Linked DNA regions of Mus musculus: regions 1 and 2 are each linked to region 3. Evidence: chromatin contacts called from public ChIA-PET and HiChIP or PLAC-seq data. All regions are on one chromosome and are shown on one strand. Each heading gives the region's core, a stretch centred on a gene start, on an enhancer-like site or on the middle of the called end of the contact. The rest is flanking DNA. Distances are from core to core; before and after follow the strand shown. Region 1 holds the start of Nudt14 (nudix (nucleoside diphosphate linked moiety X)-type motif 14). Region 2 has its middle 11 kb from the start of Cdca4. Region 3 overlaps Gm30298 (a long non-coding RNA gene).

Evidence for each region. ChIA-PET counts read pairs in DNA pulled down with a chosen protein or histone mark. HiChIP or PLAC-seq counts read pairs in DNA pulled down with a chosen protein or histone mark.
Region 1: an RNA polymerase II ChIA-PET map of memory CD8 T cells shows a contact between it and region 3, with 149 read pairs. The contact joins the promoter of Nudt14 here to the enhancer-like site in region 3. A contact is called at or near these places in 7 of 39 promoter capture datasets (the C10 cell line, embryonic stem cells, fetal liver and 3 more), 5 of 115 datasets of contacts at active chromatin or transcription factors (the SCID.adh cell line, double positive thymocytes, effector CD8 T cells and 2 more) and 2 of 9 other capture datasets (adipose tissue and liver).
Region 2: an H3K4me3 HiChIP or PLAC-seq map of bone marrow-derived macrophages shows a contact between it and region 3, with 3 times the contacts expected there. The contact joins two enhancer-like sites. A contact is called at or near these places in 2 of 39 promoter capture datasets (the SN4741 cell line and stem cell-derived epiblast-like cells), 1 of 484 Hi-C or Micro-C datasets (bone marrow-derived macrophages), 4 of 115 datasets of contacts at active chromatin or transcription factors (bone marrow-derived macrophages, effector CD8 T cells, embryonic stem cells and 1 more) and 2 of 9 other capture datasets (adipose tissue and liver).

Annotation. Positions count from the first base shown.
Region 1 is chr12:112,939,142-112,943,621 of GRCm38.p6, forward strand. It overlaps Nudt14 (nudix (nucleoside diphosphate linked moiety X)-type motif 14), which reads right to left and starts at 3,001. Exons shown (of 5, transcript NM_025399.4): 1 at 2,850-3,001; 2 at 138-181. The coding sequence starts at 2,930.
Region 2 is chr12:112,838,421-112,843,414 of GRCm38.p6, forward strand. No RefSeq gene overlaps it. Among named protein-coding and RNA genes, the nearest start is that of Cdca4, 11 kb to the left of the region's middle. Within about 2 kb of position 1,996, at least 54 of the 459 cell types and tissues checked have an H3K27ac peak or open chromatin away from gene starts, as enhancers often do. A contact at or near this core is called in adipose tissue and bone marrow-derived macrophages, where this site is marked.
Region 3 is chr12:112,690,464-112,695,129 of GRCm38.p6, forward strand. Gm30298 (a long non-coding RNA gene) reads left to right here. Exons shown (of 7, transcript XR_003950268.1): 1 at 1-3,381. Among named protein-coding and RNA genes, the nearest start is that of Gm30298, 3.2 kb to the left of the region's middle. Within about 2 kb of position 3,163, at least 409 of the 459 cell types and tissues checked have an H3K27ac peak or open chromatin away from gene starts, as enhancers often do. A contact at or near this core is called in the SCID.adh cell line, adipose tissue, bone marrow-derived macrophages and 8 more, where this site is marked.

The DNA of each region.
Region 1 (4,480 bases), core at 1,751-4,250, 250 kb after region 3:
GCCACCAGGGGCCTGGTGTCCCCAGCTACTAGCCACCAGGCCTCAGGGACATAAGAACCAGAGACTGGGTTGAGGTGGGAAGTGTCTGAGGAGCAGAAACTGGGGAGTTCCCCAGTGGCCAGGCCAGCCCCTCTCACCTGTCATGTGTCTTCATAAAGTCCCAGGACTTCTGGACACCGTCCTAAAAGAGACAGGGCAGCAATCAGGAAGGGTGAGCCGCTGCCAGCAACAGATGGAGGTGCACGGACCAGACAGACCCATTGTAGCAGCTCCCGGCAGGGAGGCCTGCTACCTGCCTACGCCCTTCAGGAATGGGGACTTGTAGCAGGTGGAGGTGGAGGAGATTGCCCGGGAGGTCAGGATAGCCTGATGTTCTGGGAAGGGTAAGGCAGAAAACCCGGGCAAAGGGCAGGAAAGGCATTTCATGAGGACAAAGGACTACAGAGACCTGTGCGGCCCGCCACCAAGTGTGGGAAGGAGCTACAAGGATAACAGGGAGAGCAGATGTGATGCCCTTAGGCAGGGCAGGGAGGATTCCAGGCGGGCAGAGCAGAAGTCACATATTCAAGGCCCAAGCTTCTGTGGGCCACTGGACAGCTTACACTTGCAGTTGTGGATCTGCGCATGTCAGATGGACGGTAAGTACTTGCCCCGCCCTGTTTCAGGCTCATGCTATCTCTTACACATCCCCTAGTCCTGCCACTCCTGTACATAGGGTAGCACTCAAGAAATAGCTAAGGTGGGCCCTGCAGTATTGGGGATGTCATCGATGCTTTCTATACAAGGTTAGGTTAAGATGGGGATCCCACAGTCCCCACCATCCAAATGCCACTTGGAAAGACCGGCTGTCTCTGGGGACTGGAGCCAGCAGAGACATTCCTCCCTGAAGGGTCTCTGCAGGTGGGGCTGGACCTATCCATCCCTACCCCTACCTGCTTAGTCCACCTCTGGGTCATTCATGAGCACAGCCCAGCTCACCACAGATGCAGGGGCTCCAAACAATCTGCATAAAAAGGCAGGGGCCTGGGTCCCAGAGACAGTGTGTTGCCAGGCAACAAAGAGGGAGGACACTGAGGAGAGAGCCACAGGGCTTCCTCAGGAGGAAAAGGGTACTGCTGTCAATGACAGGAGAGTCTCACAGAAAGATTGACTTGAGACTGCAGGCAGAGATATCCTGAGAGGGTAGCAGCAGCCTGGTTTCTAGGGGGAGAAGAGAGCCAATGTCCTGGGCAGGGCAGGCTGCCCAGGAGGCCGTTGAAGCACCACCTCGAGAGGCGAGCCCAGGCCTGCCCGATATCCAGCCACCTAGGCAGGCTCCAAAGAAGGCTGCCTGCCCAGGCTGCAGTGAGCCTGTCTTGCCTACCCCAACAGCTTTCCTTCAGGGAGGTCACCCTAGGTGACTTACAAGGACCCTCTTGACTCAGGATCAAACACTTTGTCAGAGCTGTGGGTAGTAGGGCCAGAGATGCTGACATGGGCCTTGGGAGGGAGAGACAGTTCTAGAATGTAGCAGTGGGCACATTCTATACAGGGCCACTGCTGCTTTGGGGCAGTTAAAGGCTGCAGACCCCTACCATGGCAAACCCAGCCCAGCCCAGTATCCTTCAGTTCCCGAGGAAATGCTGCCTACCCTCCACCCCAACCCCCACCCCCCTCCCAGCTATGACTATGGCTATGGCGGGCCGCTGCCTGCTCAACTGAGCTCTGGTTACCAATGCCATCAGCGGAAATGTGCTGGTGGGATGCCAGCCAAAGCTGTAAAGCCACCCCACAGCACTTCCCAGGAAGTGAGGGCGAACGAACCAGCCTGGACCGTCCACAGCCCACCAGAACCCCAGGTCCTGGGTATGAAAGAGCCACATGGCTACCCCATGTCACCAGCCGAGGAAAGGGAAAAGAAGTGTGATCCCCCACACACACCCCGTGTCTCTACCCTTTGTTCCTCAACTGAACCCAGTTGCTCCCTCAAGCCTGTATTACCTCACTGCACTCTGGGAGAAGAATTCCCTAGCCTAGTGGGTAGGTGGAAAGGACCTCCACACAGCAGACACACCAGAGGCAAGGGAATTTGCAGGCTGGAGGCCACAACACTGGTGAGAGAAATGGAGTGGGAGAGCTGGGCAAACGCCAAGCCCTGGGCGGTCTGATCTAAGCTGAAACCCAGTCAGGGCTACATTGATCAGGTCAGGAAAATTGTGTATCAGACAGCATAGAGAATGGAAATGGGCAACGTGCCAGGGGCCTACTAGACAGGGCCATGCAGGGTAGAGGAGAAGGAAGACCATGGGGTAAGACGAAAGAGAAGAGGCAGCAAGTAGGTTCAACAAATGTTTTCTGTGTGCCTACTAGGTGCCCAACGGTGTCATGTGAGATAGCTATGTATGGCCCTGTTGTTCTGGGAGACAGACACCTGGGAGCTGCGAAAGACTGAGTTGAAGAGGTTTCTTCGTGACAGCAGACTTTCTGTTAAGGCTTGAAGGAGGAGCTAGAAAGAAGGCGCAAGGAGGGTATCTGCAATTGTGGGGTTCCCCAAGAGTTCTTCCTGCCCTGATCCAAGAGTTTTCCTGCCCTGATACCCAGAGTAATCAATGGGTCTAACTGCATAAAAGTATCGATGGGCGGTCAGAAATGGAGGGCCAGTCAAATCTTCCTCAGGAAAGAGCGATTCTCTTTGCATGTCCTTCCTTGGCCATTCCGGGTTGACCGACTGGCCGTCAGGACTGCAGGAGGGCGGAGCTCAAGCTCTGAGAATCCGCTCAGGGCGGAGTCGTGAGCTCGGGGGGCGGGGCCGGGGCCGCAACGCGGGGGGCGGGGGGAGAGCGCGGAGACACGCGAGTGGGGCGGATCACCTGGCGGTAGTGCAGCGTGAAAGGCCGCAGGTAGGGCGAATGGGCACAGAGGCCCACGGCCACCCCGTCGATGCGCTCCATGGTGGCGCAGAGCAGATTCTTCCGCGGATCGAAGCCGGCGGGCGCGTCTACGCACTTCTGGGCATGCCCAGTTCACACGCGGGGCGGGCCGGGGGGCGGGGCGGAGGGCGGGCCACAGAGTCCAGGTAGCACCTGCGGGAGTGCTGCGCGCGAGGGAGGCGCTTTCAGACAAGTCCCCAAGCCAGCATAAAGGGGAAGCGAACTGAGTAGGGTGGAGAGGGCTTCGTAGTATATGAAGCCTCCAACGGGTGGAAATCAGAGGGGATCACCGGGGTAGGTCAGCTGAGCGGGAGTCTGTTTGGCCGGGGTTAGCAACAAACTCACCCCCTTCCCAAGTCTGGGGAGCCAGGGCCCCCACTGAAGCGTACAGAAGGGGAGAATAGAAGACAAATCTGAAGAGAAAAGGCTGGTGAAGGAAGGCCCCGGGAAGAGCACTAGCCACACAGAGGCTGACCTGACCCTGTTTGAGAGAAAGTGCGACTTCCTGTCTCTGTTCTTCACAAAGGCCATGTTGCTGCACACATTTCACAACAGCTGTTCAGGGCCCCAGATCTGCTCCATCACTATGTCAATCCAGATGCATCCAAAGTTCCAGGCCACTCTAGATTCAAGGAGAGAGGACTTCACTATATGGGACACATGGTTCACAGAGAGCCATTCTTAAAGACTACACACACACACACACACACACACACACATACACACACACACACACACACATCCCTCTCCTAAAGTACTGAACTTTCCAGGCTTTGGCCTGGCCACCTAGTGTCCTGGAGGTCAGAGTGACTATCAACCAAGAGCTCCTCTAGTCCCCGAAACCAAAGCCCTCAGGTGTCTTCCTTTATTTCAGAGGCCTCCTGGCAGACTTTCTCCCTAGAGTGTGTGTAGACAATAGGGACCAGTCACAGAGTTCTCACTGCTATAACCAGTAGTTCAGGCAAAGGAAGATGTTAAAGGGCCCAGTGTCACTGGCCGGGGGCTACCTGTGCTCACTGGGCCTGCCTGAGAGGAAAACAGAAAGCCCCCACAACTCTACAGATCATTGTAGGGGGAAAGTCACATTTGAATGTTAGTATAAACTGAGGTGAGTAGAGTTTCTGGGATCCCTGGGCCACAGGAAAGGGCTACCTGTGTGCAGGAGCAAGAAATATGTCTGTCCAAGGGGCTTTGGCCAGGGCCCAGAGTGGTACTGTTAGATAGCTGATCATTGTCCCCATGGGAGCAATGCAGGAGCCTGGATGGAGAGGGGTTTGTCAAAAGTGGGTGGGGTGAGGTGGGAAGGCACCATGCTGCCAATGCCCAAGACTTAGAGAAACCATCTCTGTGTTCGGCAAGCCGTTTCCTGGAGTTCCAAAGACCCCGTTGAACACATGTCCAGGACAGTGCAGACATCATGAGACACGAGGCCACAAGTCAGCGTTATTACATCTGCTGTCTTTCAGCAAGACAAACTTCTATAGAGTCAGTTCAGGATGCTGGGACTCCAACACAAGGTCCCTGGCTGGGATTTGGGTGTCTCCAGACTTGTCTCTCAGATCCTAGAAAGT
Region 2 (4,994 bases), core at 746-3,245, 150 kb after region 3:
CTGGAACTTGGGGAATAACCACAGGATGAGTTTGGGGACCCACTAATCCTACTGGGAGTTGAACTTTGGCCAAAATTCCATTAATCACCTGACCTCCAAAGGTCCCTATTTAACTGGGGGGGGCACAATACTTCTTGGAGGTCTCCTTGAATCAGTGTTAATTCAGAACCAGTACCAATAGACCCTGGAAAGTCTGATTGTTTCCTATCCCCTGGTGTGCAATTACCCTTGTAAAAGATTAGGTTCTTGTGAGGAAGGGCTGGAGAAAGGCTAACAGTTCAACTCACAGGTATTGTATTCAGATCCTTCCTCAGGGGACCCTGACTTCCCCTTCACTCAACAAGTGTTGGGTGTACAAACTGTCTCAAGTGTGGAAATTGGTTCATGGGCTGAGATTCTCTTTTGCCATGATCCAGTGGAAACTTTCATTTGTATGAGAATCTTTGTACTCAAACAAATATGCAGTAGCATTGTTATCTACATCAGCCAGGGACTGGGATACAGCTGTGACAGGCTTGACCATGCTGTTGTTTAGAGGAACATGGGAGACTTTGGAACTTTAGCAGTGGTTGGACACTTTTAGTGGGGCTTAGTGGGCCATCCTTGTAGGAGCATGACAGACAGTGCTGAGGGCGATTTTGATTGTGGGGGCTCAGCTCAAGAGGTTTCAGAGGGGGAAGAATATTAGTAAGCCTAGATGTTCTTGTGATATTTTGGCAAAGAATGTGGCTGTTTTTTGCCCTTGTCCAAAAAAAAGTCTGTCAGAGGCTAAATTAAAGAGTTTTACATGAATGTTGTTGGCAGAAGAGATTTCTAGTATTGACTGTGTTGTGTGGTTACTAGTAATCTCTCTTATGCAGAGCTATATTGAAAGGGAGCAAGCTGGATAAAAAGAAGTACAAAATATACATTTTGAGGGGGGGAAAAGAACACCAGGAAGTGTAATGGAGCTATGTTTGTGCTCAAGGAAACAAAAAGTTTAAAGGAAAGCCTGAAGCTAAATAGAATAAAGGGAGTGGTGACTTCAGGGAAAGACCCCACTCCTGGTACCAACTTCTACCTTAGTTACTGTACTATTGCTGTGCAGGGGCACCATGACCAAGGCGACGTTTATAAAGAAGACAAGAATAAAGGGAGTGGTGACTTCAGGGAAAGACCCCACTCCTGGTGCCAACTTCTGCCTTAGTTACTGTACAATTGCTGTGCAGGTGCACCATAACCAAAGCGGTGCTTATAATGAAAATGTTTAATTGGGACTTGCTTACAGTTTCAGAGGCTTAGTCCATTATCATTATGGCAGGTGTGGTGTTGGAGCAGTAGCTGAGAACTACACCCTGATCTATAGGCTGAGAAAGAGACACTGGGCTTGGTGTGGGCGTTTGAAACCTTAAAACCTACTCCTAGTGACACAGTTCCTCCAACAAAGCCACACCTCCTAATCCTTACAAATAATGCCACTCCCTGGTGACTAAGGATTTAAATTCATGAACCTCTGGGAACCATTCTTATTCAAACCACCACATAATCAAAGATCAGTACAGGGAGCAGGTTGCCCCTGTTTGGGTTATAATGAGGTTGGAAGTATCAGAACACAGTCTGTTTTGATATAGAAAAATATAGAAGCCAGGCAGTGGTGGTGAACACTAATCCCAGCACGTGAGACACAGAGGCAGGCAGATCTATGAGTTTGAGAGCAGCCTGGTCCTCAGAGAGTTCCAGGACAGCCAGTGATATACAGAGAGACCCTGTCTTGAAAAACAAAACAAGCAAACACACACAGACACACACACACACAGACAACACATGCACACAGACGCAGACACACACATATGCACACGGTGAGCATATTCCTGCTTAGAGCCCAGATCTAGGTCTCCACCCATTTCCTTAACTGAAAAGATTCCTCTTCTTGAGAAGAAATAAGCACCCAGTCTAAAGCTGAGAGAATAATAAGGAAGTGAGTTTGGTTAGAGACAGTCACGGAGTGGACATGCTGGAAACCGAAGCACTTAAGGAAGTAGCCTGAGTTGGAGACGTTGGTGTGGTACCCGAGTTCGTTGTGGGCCCTGGGTTCTGCCTCTCTTCACCAGTGCCAATTTAGTGGCTCAGAAGACAGATGCTCTTCGGGGTGTCAGCTGCTCACGGGACCCACATGGCAAAGCGGGATCTGTGCCGAGTGCTCTGCGTGGTTCCCGGTCTCCGCTCTGGGTACTCAGGCACCGCTAGTGTACTCCCTGGAGAGACAGAGAGAAACAGGAGGACCTGGTCTCCCTTTAGGGCATGAGAACACCAGCTACAAGACTGACCTGAAGGGGAGAACTGGGCCTGAGACTAGCAGGATCCGGTCCAGTTGGGAGAGAGTGTGGAGTGCCTGAGGGGTGAACCAGGGATTACATAATTTCGAGGGAAGGGCATGAGGTCCAGATAGGGAAGGTCGTTGGCCTCATTAGCACGGAGAAGAGCTCCCCTATCCTCTCAGTTGTTGGTCAGAGTTCCTGTTCCAGAGCAGGCGTTAGTGGCTGGGAGGGACAGCTCCACTTCTGCCGCCTCAGATCTCTGCGACTCCCGGGGTTTGATCACTCCCCACTTTACCAGTTCTTATGCCTGTCTGGTAGAGCCGTCTCACATGCTCTGCACACTGGCGAGAGCTCTATGGACTATAGATGGGCTTTGGTAAAATTTTAGCTTCCTGATTAAGGTTGACTGTGGTTATTGAAGATCAGTTGACTTTCAACATTCTTTCTCTCCTTTCCTCTCCTTCCTCTCTTCCTCTCCCCCTCTCTTCTCCCACTTCTCTCCCCCTCCCCCTCCCCCTCCCCCTCCCCCTCCCACTTCTCTCCCCTCCCCCTCCCCCCTCCCCCTCCCCCTCCCCCTCCCCCTCTCCCTCCCTCTGAGACAGGGTTTCTCTGTGTTGCTCTGGCTGTCCTGGAGTTTGCTCTGTAGACCTGACTGGCCTTGAACACAGAGATCCTCCTGCCTCTGCCTCCCACGTGCGTGCTGGGATTAAAAGTATATACCAGGGCTGCAGAGATGGCTCAGAGGTTAAGAGAACTGCCTGCTCTTCCAGAGGTCCCCAGTTCAATTCCCAGCCTTTACACAGTGGCTCACAACCGTCTGTAATGGGATCTGGTGCCCTCTTCTGGCCTGCAGGCAGGAAAAAGCTGTTACATAATAAATGTAAGGAGAGAGAGAGAGAGAGAGAGAGAGAGAGAGAGAGAGAGAGAGAGAGAGAGAGAGAGAGAGAGAGAGAGAGAGAGAGAGAGAGAGAGAGAGAGAGAGAGAGAGAGAGAGAGAGAGAGTCACCTCCAGTAGGATCTGTATGACAAGTTCCACAGACTGAGATGATCAACCTCAAAAGGGGGAGGCCTCCTGGAACCGGTTGTGGAACTCTTCACCAGAGAAAAATATTGAGCCATAGTTCTCATGGCAATCTATCTATTTTGTTTTCTCTTATTCCTTTTCTTATTTACATGTTCCTGGTAGCCTAGGCCAAGATCTTAAGCGAGAATAATGTACCCATCCATAGAGATGGGGTCACTAACATGACCTCATCCCCAGGGAAACTAACGCTTTATTTTTTAAATCATTTACAAAACTATTATAATAGATAAAATTTTTCCCAACAATAAAATTTCATATTGCTACATGTGTATCATCAGAGGTGGATTTTGGTATATGGTAAAGAAAGCCTTAATTAGAAAGAGTTAAAATAGTTTAAATTTATACATTGAAGATTATTAAAAAATCAGGCACTAGATGTTAAATAATAATTGACCATGGGGCTGGAAAGTTAGTTCAGCAGTTAAGAGCACTGACCATTAAAGATTTCTTTGCCTGCTCTTGGAAATATGCCACTGACCTTGGCCGACAGCCCCCACTGAATACATCCTTTTAGAATTGTTATATTTTGATGATTTATAATAATGATACCTCTGTTTGTGATTCACTGAATACATAGTTTCAGAGTTGTAATGCTTGGATGATTTTTGTGCTTTACTGTGCCAAATGATTTTTGTTGGCACTTGTGATTGTTTCACTGGATACAGTTTCTAAGAGATGTAATGTTTGTTTTTTTAATGTATAAAATCCCCTGCTTGAGAGCGGCAGAATTCACTCAGATTCAAACTTCCTCTGTGTTTTGTTTCTGTTTGTCATCCCCAAATCCTTACCCACCTAGCTTCAAGGACCCTCATTCCAGGAACTCCCATACCCAACTGCGGTGGTCTGTGGCAAGAAACCAACAAAAATACTATTGGTAGGTGGAGAGATGGCCCAGAGGTTAAGAGTACTGACTGCTCTTTCAGAGGTCCTGAGTTGGACTCCCAGCAACCACATGGTGGCTCACAACCCCGTTACCTCTTCTGGTGTGTCTAAAGACAGCTACAGTGTACTCCTATACATAAAATAAATAGTTCTTAAAAAAAAAAGCATATACCACCACACCCAGCTCTCAAAGCGTTCTTAGAGGTGTTAGGAGCAGTGGGGCGATTGCACTTTCATGTCTAATGATACAGAAAAAAGCAAAATTATCCTGTGGGGATGTAAGAGGGGAGTCATCTTAGAGGAAATGCTGTGAACTGGATGTGGCTGTCAGGACAGGGCCTGTGTAGCCTGCGTTACCGTCCTGTAATTTGGAAATGTAAATGTGGGTAGAAACAGCTGATTTTAGAGGGCAGAAGAGTGCCTGCTGAATAAGGAGAGATTAAAGAAGAGGTGCTGAGGCACAGAGGTATGGGACTTGTGGCTTCAAACACACTGGGGTTCAAGGAACCTTCCACAGTCATATGAGACCCAGGGAGAGGAGAGTGGAGTCAGTTCCAGGGCAGAAAGGCATGTTCTAGGTGAAGATGTTCAGCCCAACGATCTAATCCCTAGCATCAAACCCAGTAGGGAATCTCCCCACAGAACCTGTGTATACACACCTATTTACTGTGTCACTTACAACTGAGTTTTGGGTCTCAGAGGTTGCTCTATGTGTATGGGTATTCAGTGTG
Region 3 (4,666 bases), core at 1,913-4,412:
AGTTCCAGGGAATCTGATGCCCTCTTCTTTCCATTGCTTTGCATGTACAGACATACCATACATGCAGGCAAAACAGACCCATAAAATTAAACTTAAAACAAAAAGGTGAACTGCGATAATATAAAAAAAATACTGCCAAGTGAAAATGACTCTATGCTGTCCTCCCCCCTTGATGCGATAAATTATATGATGGAATTACATGCTCACGAATATGCATTTATATGCAAAGTATTTCTGGACAGGTATTGAGAACATGTTGGTTGTATTACAGAGACTTTAGCACCTGGAAGACAGTCAGCTCTGGAAAGCTCCGCGTCATACTACCAATTGTCTTCTAACATTTTGATGAATTGGATGAAAACCTAACATTCCTTTCATCTGGATTCTACCTCCAGGTCTCTGCTGTAAGCAGCAGGGTTTCCCCATGACTGACCAGTTGTGTGCTTTGTGTTTCCTTCCCCTATTGTGACCTTGTCTTAGCACTTCTATTGCTGTCATAAAACACCATGACAAAACCAACTTGGAGGGAAACGGTTTATTCTGGCTTATAGCTTCAGATCACAGTCATCGCTGAGGGAAGTCAAGGCAAGAACTCACACATGGCAGAAACTTTGAGGCAAGAGCTGATGCAGAGTTCACGGAGGATCAGTGCTGATGGCCTGCTCCTCATAGCTTGCTGTTCCTACTTTTTTATGCCACCCAGGACCCAGGGGTTCTATCATCCACAGTAAGCTGCCATCCAATCACTGATCAAAACAATAACCCACAGACTTGCCTACAGGAGGCATTTTTCTCAGTTAAGATTCTCTTTCCTGCCTCATGGTGGTGGTGCATAACTTTAATCCCAGCACTTGGGAGCCAGGACAGAGGTGGGCAGATTTCTGAGTTCAAGGCCAGCTGGTCTACAGGACAAGTTCCAAGACAGCTAGGGCTACACAGAGAAACCCTGTCTGGGAAAGCAAAACAAAAGATTCCCTCTTGCCAGTTGCCTCTGTTTTGTGTAGAGGTTGGCATGAAGCTGGCCAGCACAGGCTTACAGAACTCCCTCAGTGCCACACCCAAAGGTGGCACATCATCAGATGTGGTATGTGCACCTTGCTTTTCTTTCACACAAACGATCCCTTGTCCCTGTGTATGTGTGCACATGTGGAGGCCAGTCACTTCAAGGTGACACCCCCCCCCCAGCCATCCCTCCTTGTTTTACTGTTGTTTGTGATGTGGGCGCTCTCTAGCCTGGGGCTTCCAGTAGGCTAGGCTGGCTGTCAAACTCTGAGACCCACCTGTCTTTATCTCCTCCATGCTAGATCACAGTGTGTCACTGTGCCTGCTTTAAGTTCTGACTGAATCTGGGCCATCACTGTTATAAGGCAAGCACTTTACCTCAGAGCTCTCTCTCCACCCAGTCCTTTCATTTTCTCACTCCTGTAGCATGTCACAGTGGGCTTATTCCAGCACACATTTATTAAGTTATCACGTCTCTCAGTGCTGGGCATCTGGGCAACTTCCAGTTCTGACTGTAAGCAATTGTAACAAATATTCTTAAATGGCACTGAAGCACTATGGGTACCCAACTCCCAAAAGTAGGATGGCTGGCCTAAGGAGAAGGCACTTACAATTCCCTCAGAGGGTGCCAAACTGCCTATGCAAGGGGCATTCTCTGTTTCCCTGCAGCCCTGACTACATTTAGCAAATCAGGAAATTTCTAAATATGATAGTTCGCCATTGTGGTCATTTCTCTCAGTATGTGAGCATCTTTTTTCTAGGTTCACGGATCATTTGTATTTTGTCTGGATCAACTTGGTTCAGCTCTTACAACCAACTTTCTTACTGAGTTTTTAAAGAACTTCTTAGTCCTTTGGGTTTTTAAAGGGCTTCCTAGGTACTCTAATCCTTTGGTGTGAGATGGTAGGTGGTCAAGGTACAGCCCTAGCTATGACCATTGGGATGAGCAATGTCACGTGTTAGAATGCACACATCATCTAACAACCCTTGTGTGCAAATCTCTGTGGCAGTGTTGGGTCCTCTCCTGGTTCTGCACCCTCCTGTGGCCAGGCTGGACATGATGAGTGGATGAGTGGCTGTAACAGATTCCCTGCCCCACGCTCACCACAAGCAGGGCTGGCTGTACTCATTCCGTTTTGCTTTGGGTTCTCTTGGCTGCTTCCAACCCATTCTCCAGGTGGCCTCAGGTATCCGTGTCTGGAACATGGAGTAAAGCTACTCTGGGCTCTGCTCCACTTCAAGATGGCTTCTCCCAAGCTCCAGCAGACCCACTCCAGAACCAGCACCCTGTCACCCAGTGAAGCAGAACCTCCCTCACTCCCTGTACTCTTCTCAGGCTCCTTGGTTTCTTCCCACCAACCAGCAGCTACTCCTGGTACTTCACTCTATTCAGTCTCCTCTCTCATAGGCATCCCTGGGCCTCAGACCTGGCTCTCTGGGGGCCTGCTCTGACTCTTCTTAGGGACACCCATTCTTCCCTTGCGACAAGTTCTACCCTTCCTCTAGGGGTACTCCGAAATGGACCTCTCAAAGATCCAAGGGGGGCAGGGAGCCTTCACCTTTGCACTGTCTTATTCTCTCGAAGGAACTGTCCTCTCGACTGTCTTAAGGCTTGGAAGCTGCAGGCCTGAGTCCTTATGGCTTGGGATATTGAGAAGCTGGGGGTTTGGGGGACCTTAAGGACTGAGAGTCTGGGAAGCTGGAGGCCAGATACTCTGAAGACTTAAGATTCTAGGCAGCCAGCGATCTTAGAGTTTTAGGGTCTGAGAAACTGGGGTCTAGAAAAGTAGTTAGGACTTGGGGATCTAGGGAGCTTGGGACCAGAGGAGCTTTAGGAGTCTGGGGCCCGGGAGCCAGGGGAGGCAGGGCCCTTATAGGGGAACAATCACCCGCGAAGCGCAGCCCTATGCCTCTGCCCTTCGGCACTCAGACGTGGGTCCTTGTCTCTCCTGGATGGATCAAGGGAGCAGCCTCGGCTGACACCAGAGCCAGTTGTGACCAAAGGACGCTCGTTCGCACCGACCGGCAACTTCCGCCGGACAGAGCCGGCGCAGCACTCGCCAGGACACCGTGGCGACAGCGGTAGAGTTCCACCTCACGACCCTGAACACTCCCGGCCTTCTGCACACTCGCTGCGCACGCGCAGCCCCTTCGCGCAGGCGCACTCCTCACGCCCCGCGTTCTGGCGTCACGCGGCCTCCGGGCAGTGTGGCCGCCAGGAACGCCGGGTGGAAGCGCGAGCCTTGGAGAAGCTGGTTCCTGCTCGACCCGTGCCTCCTTTAGTCACTCGTGCCTTGGAGCGTCCGCGAGGGCGGGGTCCTCGTGGGATGTGTTCAGCTTTGTGTCTGCAGAGCTGTTAGGAGGGCCTGACACCTCATTGTGCGTAGCTGTGGAAATGAGGGAGGGAGGAAGGCGATCCATAGAATTAATGGTTGCTTCCCTGTCGATGGGATGCTGAGACCACCATTGTGACAGCAGAACCTAAGACAGAGGAGCTGCTGTAGACTTACCAGGTCCTCACCATGATGTTGCAGACAGCTGACAGGAAGTTCAGAAGCATGTGGCTTCTCCACAGTAAAAAGATTGCTGTGGAAAAGAATTCTGACCCTATCCCCAGAGGCAAAATCACATGAGGTCTAGGAGAAAAGCTATGCGGCTTTTGAGCTCCGTGACAGCTAGTCGTGGACTGAGAGATCCTGAAAAGCATCACATCCCCAGATACCATGTCTGACAGTCAACACCTCCCTCACATCTCTGCAATCAGTTCCTTCAGCTCTATACCCACAGCTGCATCCAGAGTCCCTATGCCTCTTCTTTCTCCAGTTCTTTCCAAACAGTAAATTTAACCATGTCGCCCGCACATTTGCCTTCAGTCGGTTAACTATAGGATATGAATAAAGGTTCAGCGTGTAGGTGGGTGGGTGGATAGGTGTACTGACGAGCTGTGGGTGCATGGAGGCACACGTAGGTGTGTGAGTGAGTAGGTGTATAACGGGTTTCACATAGCGTTTTGAATCAGTGCATTGGTTTGAGGCTGGTGTATCTGATGGGACCTCAACAGTCCAGCTGCACCAGCATGGTGTGTAGCTATTTTCTCCAAACTGAAACACCCCACCACACACACACACACACACACACACACACACACACACACACACACACACACAGGGAGGAAGGAGACTCCTAAGCTAATGAAACATACAAGACTCATAAAATTGTAAGACTCAAAAGGCCTCCTCCTCCTGGTTATGTAAACTATGAGTAATTTCTGGGGAAAGAGGACTCTTGATGGAGTCGTGTGCAGGTTGGGCAGGAAGCTCCTGGGATGAAGGTGTTGGAGTGGTCACCCATGCTTTGCTGGGCTGTCTTGATTATTCAGCTGCCTTTAATTTACCCATGTTCCTATAAGTAACTCCTCTAAAATGAATTGGCTTACCAACCTGGATGTGGGTGGAATGGTTTCTGAGGTCTGTTGGTGTCCTGTCTGGAGTGAATAGATACGTTTTGTGGATTTGGTTAATTGCTTGTATTGTGTTAATTGGGTTCCCAAAATATTACATGAGGATCCCACATGTAAGACGCTTCCGTTCCCTGCCCCCAGTTGGTTCTAATTGGTAAACAAGGTTGCTGGTGGCCAATGACTGGGCAGGGAGACAAAGGCAGG